Linked DNA regions of Mus musculus: region 2 is linked to region 1. The links are chromatin contacts, called in public HiChIP or PLAC-seq maps. All regions are on one chromosome and are shown on one strand. The core of a region is the stretch at or near the end of the contact, and the rest is flanking DNA. Distances in the headings are between cores, read along the strand shown.

Evidence for each region. HiChIP or PLAC-seq counts read pairs in DNA pulled down with a chosen protein or histone mark.
Region 2: a contact with region 1 is called in an H3K4me3 HiChIP or PLAC-seq map of bone marrow-derived macrophages, with 3 times the contacts expected there. The contact joins the enhancer-like site here to the promoter of Mbnl1 in region 1. A contact is called at or near these places in 1 of 15 datasets of contacts at CTCF or cohesin (the NIH/3T3 cell line), 34 of 484 Hi-C or Micro-C datasets (the AML12 cell line, the BV-2 cell line, the C2C12 cell line and 23 more), 25 of 115 datasets of contacts at active chromatin or transcription factors (the HPC-7 cell line, the NIH/3T3 cell line, PVALB interneurons and 21 more) and 3 of 9 other capture datasets (adipose tissue, liver and pancreatic islet).

The regions. Positions count from the first base shown.
Region 1 is chr3:60,499,035-60,502,900 of GRCm38.p6, forward strand. It overlaps Mbnl1 (muscleblind like splicing factor 1), which reads left to right and starts at 2,145. Exons shown (of 10, transcript NM_020007.4): 1 at 2,145-2,389.
Region 2 is chr3:60,625,534-60,629,399 of GRCm38.p6, forward strand. It overlaps Mbnl1 (muscleblind like splicing factor 1), which reads left to right. Exons shown (of 10, transcript NM_020007.4): 10 at 847-3,866. Among named protein-coding and RNA genes, the nearest start is that of Mbnl1, 130 kb to the left of the region's middle. Within about 2 kb of position 2,223, at least 4 of the 459 cell types and tissues checked have an H3K27ac peak or open chromatin away from gene starts, as enhancers often do. A contact at or near this core is called in bone marrow-derived macrophages, where this site is marked.

The sequences.
Region 1 (3,866 bases), core at 895-3,394:
ATTAATCCTTCAAACAGGATTAGGTCTAGGCAGTAGGCAAGGAAGCTAGCTCACACAGCAGCAGGTGCAAAGGTAGCCTATGCTTTCAGGAAGCCAGAGCTCTTTGATAGAAAATGGAAAGCAACTGAAAACAAGGAAAGGCTAGAAACAATCCTGTAGGCTAAGCTAGCCTTGGGAGTTTCCCAAGGCCCATCCCTTCCTCCATCCCTGCATGAGTCAGTTTTCCAGTGGGTCTACACCCATTTACCCTTCCTTTGCCAACATCCCTGAATACATTCTCAGTAACCCTCTAAGCATTTGCCAAAGATCTTTCTAGAGTGCAAGTCCAGACTCCACCCTATCGCCCTGGTCCTGCGAACTAGTTCATAGTTTGCTGAATAACGTTGAAGTTCCTGGCTTCCTTCTCTGCCGACAAGTTAATCTCCTTTTAAAGAAAGGAAACAGATGACTGTATTGATTCTACAGGGCATTGAAACAGATAGGCTTCTTGCACGTGCTCTGCACTTTGCTCCACCGTCCCAGGGCCCACTTGTGCCACACTCCCTGTGCCTATGATTGTGTGCACGTGGAAGCCAGGGGTCCACATTAGGTGTCTTCTGAAATTTACCTTCCATCTTATTACTTACTTTTTTGAGTGTCTCTCATTGAGTCTGGAATTCAGAGTTAACTGGCTAATGGGCTGTGAATATCTCCCATTCTCTACCTGATCCCAGCACTGTGGTTACAGACACTTGCCTAGATGTTCGGAATTTGAACTCAGGTTCTCAGACCTGAGCTCCAGCTTCTTTACGCAGGAGTCATCTCCCTAGCCAGCTAGCCTATCCAGGCAACTCTCTTTTTATCTTAGCAACTTCTGCACATCCTTCAAGGCGCTGCTTGCATAAGTTCCTCCAGGGAGCCTTCCCTCCTTTTCTCAAGGGCATTTTGGATATTTGCCTACCATCTTAGCACCAGCTGGCTGGTGCTCTTTTCTACCATGCTGCTCCAAAAAGTACAATCCGTGTACTCCATCCTCCTGCACTTACCTCCATCCTACCTATACTTAACTACTTCTGCCATAGCTCACATTCCATCCAGTTGCTGGAATGAATGCTGAGAAAGTCCTCAGGCGCTGGTGGTTACTAATTGTCAGTTAGAAACTCCCTGTCTCTGTTCTCTGAGAAAATGCTACTGTCATTCTACTTTGTTTCCATTGTTGGGGACTTGGGAACTTTTAATAATTAACACTGAGAAGTGGTACTAGTTAATTAATTAATTATTTCAGGAAGGGATCAGTAAGCAGCAAGTCCGTGTTTCATGGACCAGCAGAGGATCAAGATCTGTTACTAGTACCTCTGCAAACTAGTGGAGTACTTTATTTATTTATTTATTTATTTACTCCGCCTAGGAGAGTGTGCCTGACCCACTCAACAGAAACAGGGAGGGAGAAATCCAGTTTGCATTCACTCACCTCAACTCATGTTCAAACCATGAAACAAACGTTTTTATAGTTAAAAATCATCCCTGACGAAGTTATCAGAATTCCTTGAAATTCACTGGAAATCCCGTCCGCAGATCTTCAAACTTTATCTCTTCTCAGAAGCCCAGAATTCTTTTCTTTCAAAGCCAAGTTACAGGACAGCAGCTAATGAACTAGGAGCTGGTGTTTCATTTGCTCAGGCGGGCAGTTGCCCAGGGCTTGTTTGCGTGGGAGTACCTCTGCAGCGCCTAAGATGTTATTTTATTTTAAAAGAGGGAGCCCTGCTTGCTTTCTGTACACCACACTGCAGAGTTGGAAGTAAGGGAGCCTTTAAACTGCAAGTTTTATTTGCCGATAGGACAGGAAGGTGGCCTGGGTTTGTGTTTGGGTGACGATCAGTTTTCTCGCAGAACTCCAAAACTGTGAGTGCTGAGAAAGATACCCACCAACACCCGTGCAAGCTTCTTTCCCGCCCTTCGCCTTCCAGGTTCCAGGCGATGCGCTGCTTCTGCTGCTGCAGGCCGGGCAGCTAACTCTAACCTTCCGTCTAACCTTGCGGGCCTCGCGGGCTGGGCGCGGAGCCCCGGGAGCTGGAGCGGCGGTGAGCGGCGCGGGCCCGGGCGAGCGAGCGGGCGGGCGGGCGGGGGCCGGGGCTGCGCGTGGGAGCTCTGCGCGTCCGCGCGCCTTCCTGGCGGGGCTGGCGCGGGGGAGGGGCCGCGCAGCGGCGGAAACCGGCGCGCGGCGATAAGAGGCTGCACGGCGACATGCCACAGTCTCTCGCCGCAGCCCGTCGAGTCGGGGCGCTCGCCATGCTCCCGTGACCCGGACCCGGCCAGTTCCCTTTCCCGTGGCGGGCATCCCGGAGTCGCGATCCCACAATGCCCCGGGCAGTCGGGGCCCCGGCGGGCAGCCTGCACGGCCACGTGAGAGGTGAGTGGCGGGGCGGCCGCGCATTGTTCTGCGCTGCGGGCGGCGCTGCGGCGGCCTCGGGTGGCGCTCGGGGGTCCCCGGGCCGCACCGCGATCGCGCGCTGCGGCTACCGGCCCTGTCCCGCGCCTCCCTGCGGGCCCCCGTGGGGCGCCGCGGGACAGGACTAGTGGCCGGTGAGCCGGGGCAGGTGCGTGGCCGAGTGCTGTGAACTCGGTGACCTCTGCCAGGGTCGACGGGGGGCGGCCACTGGTCGCGCGGGTCCCGGCCGCGCCCGCATCCCTCTGCCGGGGCTGCCACCCAGCACCGGCTTCATGTGGGCCAAGTATGTGCACGCAGAGGTTAATGCTCTGCTTGCCACCCATAAATTACGCATGACATGTTTAGTTGGGCTGCCTTATATGGAGAGTGCTGTATTTCAGTCCAGTGTGCTTTTTGCCAAGTTTACAGGGAGGAAGACGCCCTGCTTGAGAGGGCTGCCGCTTTTCCTCCCTTTCTGGTGGTTTTGTAGTGCGTCACTCAAAAACTGTAAGAAAAGTAAGTATAGAGCTTTCCGGGTGGAGCCACAGTAGGCTGGTAGAACAGCTTTCATGATAAGTAGTCAGTATATGGACTGGTTTTTTAAATAAAAACAAGAGAAATATGAAACCTTTCCTCACTCCTCCCCCCGCCCCCCCAAAAAAAAGACCGAGTCTGATGTTGTTAGTAATGTGCCATATGAGAATACTTTGATTTTAGAGGATGTAACGTGAGATTTAAAGAAATTACACACACACACACACACACACACACACACACATACACACACACACATGCATGTATGTATAAATGGAGCTGAAGCCTTCCTGGCTAGCCCACAGCATTTTACAGCTACATGGGTGTTGAGACAAGCCTATTACGCTGCTAAGATGGGTTTATGTGCGGTATGCATCCCCAGGATTAAAAACAAAGTTAGAAGCAGCCTGGAAGGTTATTGCCACTGTTTTAGGTTTCTGTGTCCACCAGCACAGGCACAGACCATAGCAAGTGATTAATAAAGTCTGCAACACTCTGAGCTATTTCACAAACAAATTAATTCAAGGAGAGGGAAGTCATAATTACGGCCTTTGGATACGCAGGTCTTCTGCAGCATGCTTTGAAATAGTACACTAGTGGGCATGTTAGACCTCCTTCCTGGGTTTCAACACAGTGTTCATACAAGGAACTTACTTAGGCCATAACTTTCCAAACCAGGCTGTCTCTGTCTATGGCTTTACAATGTTGGTGTTGTTACCTGGTCCTATTTGTAAGATAAAATTCTGATCCCCAAAGATAAGTTGAAGTGAAAGTTCAAGGACTGCAGAATCCTTGAACAATTTAGTTCAGGAGGCAGATGTGTTAACTATGTAGTTGGTAGCCTGAAGACAATGAGTTATTTCACAGCGGGAGAAAGCACGTGGCTGTCACTTCCATCTTTGCCTCCTTAAAAGTTGGTGACAGC
Region 2 (3,866 bases), core at 973-3,472, 130 kb after region 1:
TTTCCTTTGAGAAGCTCAATGACGTGTTGGCAAGTAAGGTTTGGCACTGCTTTGTGTTCGTTTCCACGTTAGTGTTGCAATGATGTGAATGATCTCACAGCTCTGTATGAAAATGGGAGAGCTTGGAATGTGCTTCAGTTGAGGCAGAGGTACGCGAGCTTCTCTTCTCAGTAGTTATAAAAGAAGGCATTTGCACAGGGAAGGCTAGTGTAAGAGGAGAGACCTTGAATTGAAGTAGGAACAGAGCACAGGTCAGATCTACAATGGTAGTTAAAAAAAAGAGTGGCAGGAATCCATAGCAAGAGCCAGACATATAGGTTCCAGAAGAGAGAGAAAGGAGGTCAGAGGGAGAGGCATTTAAAGACAAAATGTACGACTGAGGATCCCTGCCAAAGATATGTTGCAGTTAACAGTTATTTAAGAAAAAGATTTGTCCATTTGTAACTTTCTCAGAGTAGTTCTGGCCAGATATGATGGTACGTACCTTTAATCCCAGCATGTTGGAAGCAAATATGAGTGGATTTCAGTGAATTCAAGAAGAGCCTGGTCTATATAACACGCTCCAGGTTAGGCAGGATATACAGTTAGATCCTGTCTCAAAAAAGGAGGGAGGGTTAAAATGTTGTTTCTTCATAGTCGGTCAAGTGCATGAAATAAGCACACTACTCTGTTGGTTATATGTTTAAAGGAGTTTTTGTCAACATGTTGACCATGTATCAAGATGTGTGTGGAGTGTGTGTGTATGTGTCTGTGTGTATGTGGTATACGTATATTACTATATATTGAAAAATGCTTTAAGTAATTATTTATATGTTTGAACAAAGACTGTCTCTTTTCCTATTCTAGATCATACAAAGAGGAAAGGACAGTGTGCTTGATTAGAGTAAGGACGACGTCATTAGCCATATTGTATATACCGTCAAGCAACACATACAAAAATCCCTCAGCCACAAGACATCCACATATTGCATGTTAACCAGAAGAAACGACAACATGGGAACCTGCTGCACACTGTTGCCTACACACTTTGTACATTCAGTTGGTATTTGTGCTGAGGTGATATTCCTATCTAAAACAACAACATTGTCTTTCTTTTGTAGCACAGAGTTATGCATTAAAATATGCATACGTAATTAGTTTCCTATATATTCATGCCATCTTGAAAAGACAGACTATGGTGTGACCATGATTCTATTATGTATTGGTACGTCTGTAGACCAAGATATAATTTTTTAAAAATAAGTTTATTTCTTTCAAGGTTTACAAGTAACCAAGGTGCACCTTGTATTTAAAATCGCCGTTAGAGCTGAGAGCGCGCATGCAGAGTCATTTTTGTTTGAGAGTAATATTTTTACTGTAATAGATTGTACGACATGGTGAGGGAGGGAACTGACAGATGAATGTGCCAAGCAAAACCACAACTGTGTATATTTTAAAGCACACCATGGCTTTAAGTACCATGTTGTTAAGGATTCTCATGAAGTGCCATAGACTGTACATCAAATTAGAGTATTATTTCTTCAGTGTTATTGTTTCTGGAGCCACATTTTGTTGCTTATTTGCTAGTACTAATCAATCAAAGGGCACCATTCTTTTCTTTTTTGTTTTTGAAACCAAAGCTGTCTCAGAAATGGCCAATTTAACTTTACAGTAACAATAGACAGCACAACACAAACTCAATACAGATAACCTTTCACATACTGGAGATATATATGATAGATATATAAAATTATTTTAATGCATTGTAGTGTAATATTTATGCATACTCTACTATATAACATGTTATTCAAAAGGGATATGCCATTTCTGAGACACAATAACAAAAAATGTTTGAGGAAATTATTTTGCTTCTATTTATAGCCTCTGTCAAAAGTCAAAAGACTATAAATGCTTTGCAGAAATGGGTTCACGTTTGCTTAAACGCTTCATCACAGTCACATTCAAAATAGTGACTCTAAACAAAGAGAACAGCACTGTCATCAGATGCATGATAAACCAAAATATGAAAATGGGAAATGTTTAATTAACCTAGTAATTGGGTGGGTTAAGTACATGGGTGAATTTTATATGTGATTCTTTTGTTCAGATTAACTGCTTATAGCCTTAGAAAGCCTTTTAAAAAATTTTAAAAATAGATGTGCATTCAGTTTTTAAGAATGGATTCATCCAAAGGAATTCCCCTTTTTTGTGGTTTGGATGTTGCAGCTAGGAAAGGCTATTTTTGCTCTGTTCAGCAGTTCTAAAATCGCTGAGTAGGGGCCAGGTCACTGGCAGTTCTAGTGTGGAATGGGAGAAGTGAGAGTTCTGTTATAGAACTTTCCATACTTCCAAGTTTACTGCAAGTTTTTATGCTTGAGAGAGATGCTTTCTAATATAAGACTGATGTGTTGATTTTCCTGATTGTACTGTACATCTATTAAAGCCTTAGATTATTACATTACGGGTTGGAACCCATACCAATGTAATTTCAATCGTGTTAAGAGAGTAATGGTGACTTCACATGTTATTGTAGTTAGTTACGTTATAGAATATTACTTATTTTTCTTGTTAAAATGTAGTTTTTCATTTCCTACATTTATTGGATTTTCATTTTCTATTAACAGTTGAATACCATTTCAGTTTTTAGACTATTGTTTTATTAGATTTTACCAATGAATTTTTCAAAATACAAAAAAATTAAAGTAGTTTTTTCTTCATAACATACTCAGTTTTAAATTACATGTAGTGTCATATGAATATCCGTATTATTGTTAACTAAATGATTTATATTTTACTGATTTAATATTACAGTGTAAGAATGTCAGTCATTGTTCTTGTCTAGTTTTCATTAAAAGAACAAAGATCTTTTATATGGATATCTTATAAATATATAATCATTGCTAAGTAAGAAGTTAAGTTGTTGCTATGGCAACAATCCTGGCAGACAATTGAGTAATATTTTGATGATTTATTTTGTTTGTAATTAGTTATTATGAGAAGATCTAGATCCTAGATATTAGAATAAAATTTATTTTCTACTGTATCCATTTCAAATGTTAAAGTATTGTTTAATATTTTTGAAATCCCTGAATATCAGGCCTTGTTATAAATAAGCTGCATAATCAATAAATAGAACAAGGGACTTTTTGTTGATAATCCAAATACTCAAAGTTTACGTAATGAGAATTTTAGCGTGTGTGCAAACTCTTGAGGGTTGATGATGCTGCAATTTAGCATGTTGGAAAGTCTAGAGAGAAGGTTGACTTTTTGCACTTCTGTATATAGTCAAAAGAGAGAAACCTGTATAATAGCAAGATCTTATTTTGAATAAAAACGTCTATAATTACAAGGAGTTTTGTTAAGGCTAATGAAATGACAGACTGAGCAAAATTGCTTGCAAAAGTGGCACAGAGTTAGCACTCCATACCCTTCAAACACGTCGCTTTGCTTTTTGTGGACAGCTTGTAGTTTGCCAGGATTTTTCAGCTGGAAAGATTTGCCATCCTTCCAAGATCTCATGACTGACAAAACTCCATTGGGCCAAATCTGCCTGAAGATCATTACCAAAAAATAGCAGGTACTTCAGCCACTAAGATGAAATCATGGATCAGATATCCCTTACATTGTTTTCAAAACTACTGCATGTTTAAAACTTCAACAAAAAGAGAGAAAGAACTATGCTAAGGACATATATTATTCAGATCGATATCTACCAATTTCAGTGGTTTAATGTTCACAAAATGAAATCTTGAAAATAACTATTGACTTTCACAAAATTTTAACCATAAACAGGCAAACCAAACAGCACACCTGTAGTTGTTCTGTGATTGTTTTTTAATTGCTGTAGATCATGTTCTTTCCGCAGGTGGAAAAAAAAAAAAAAAAAA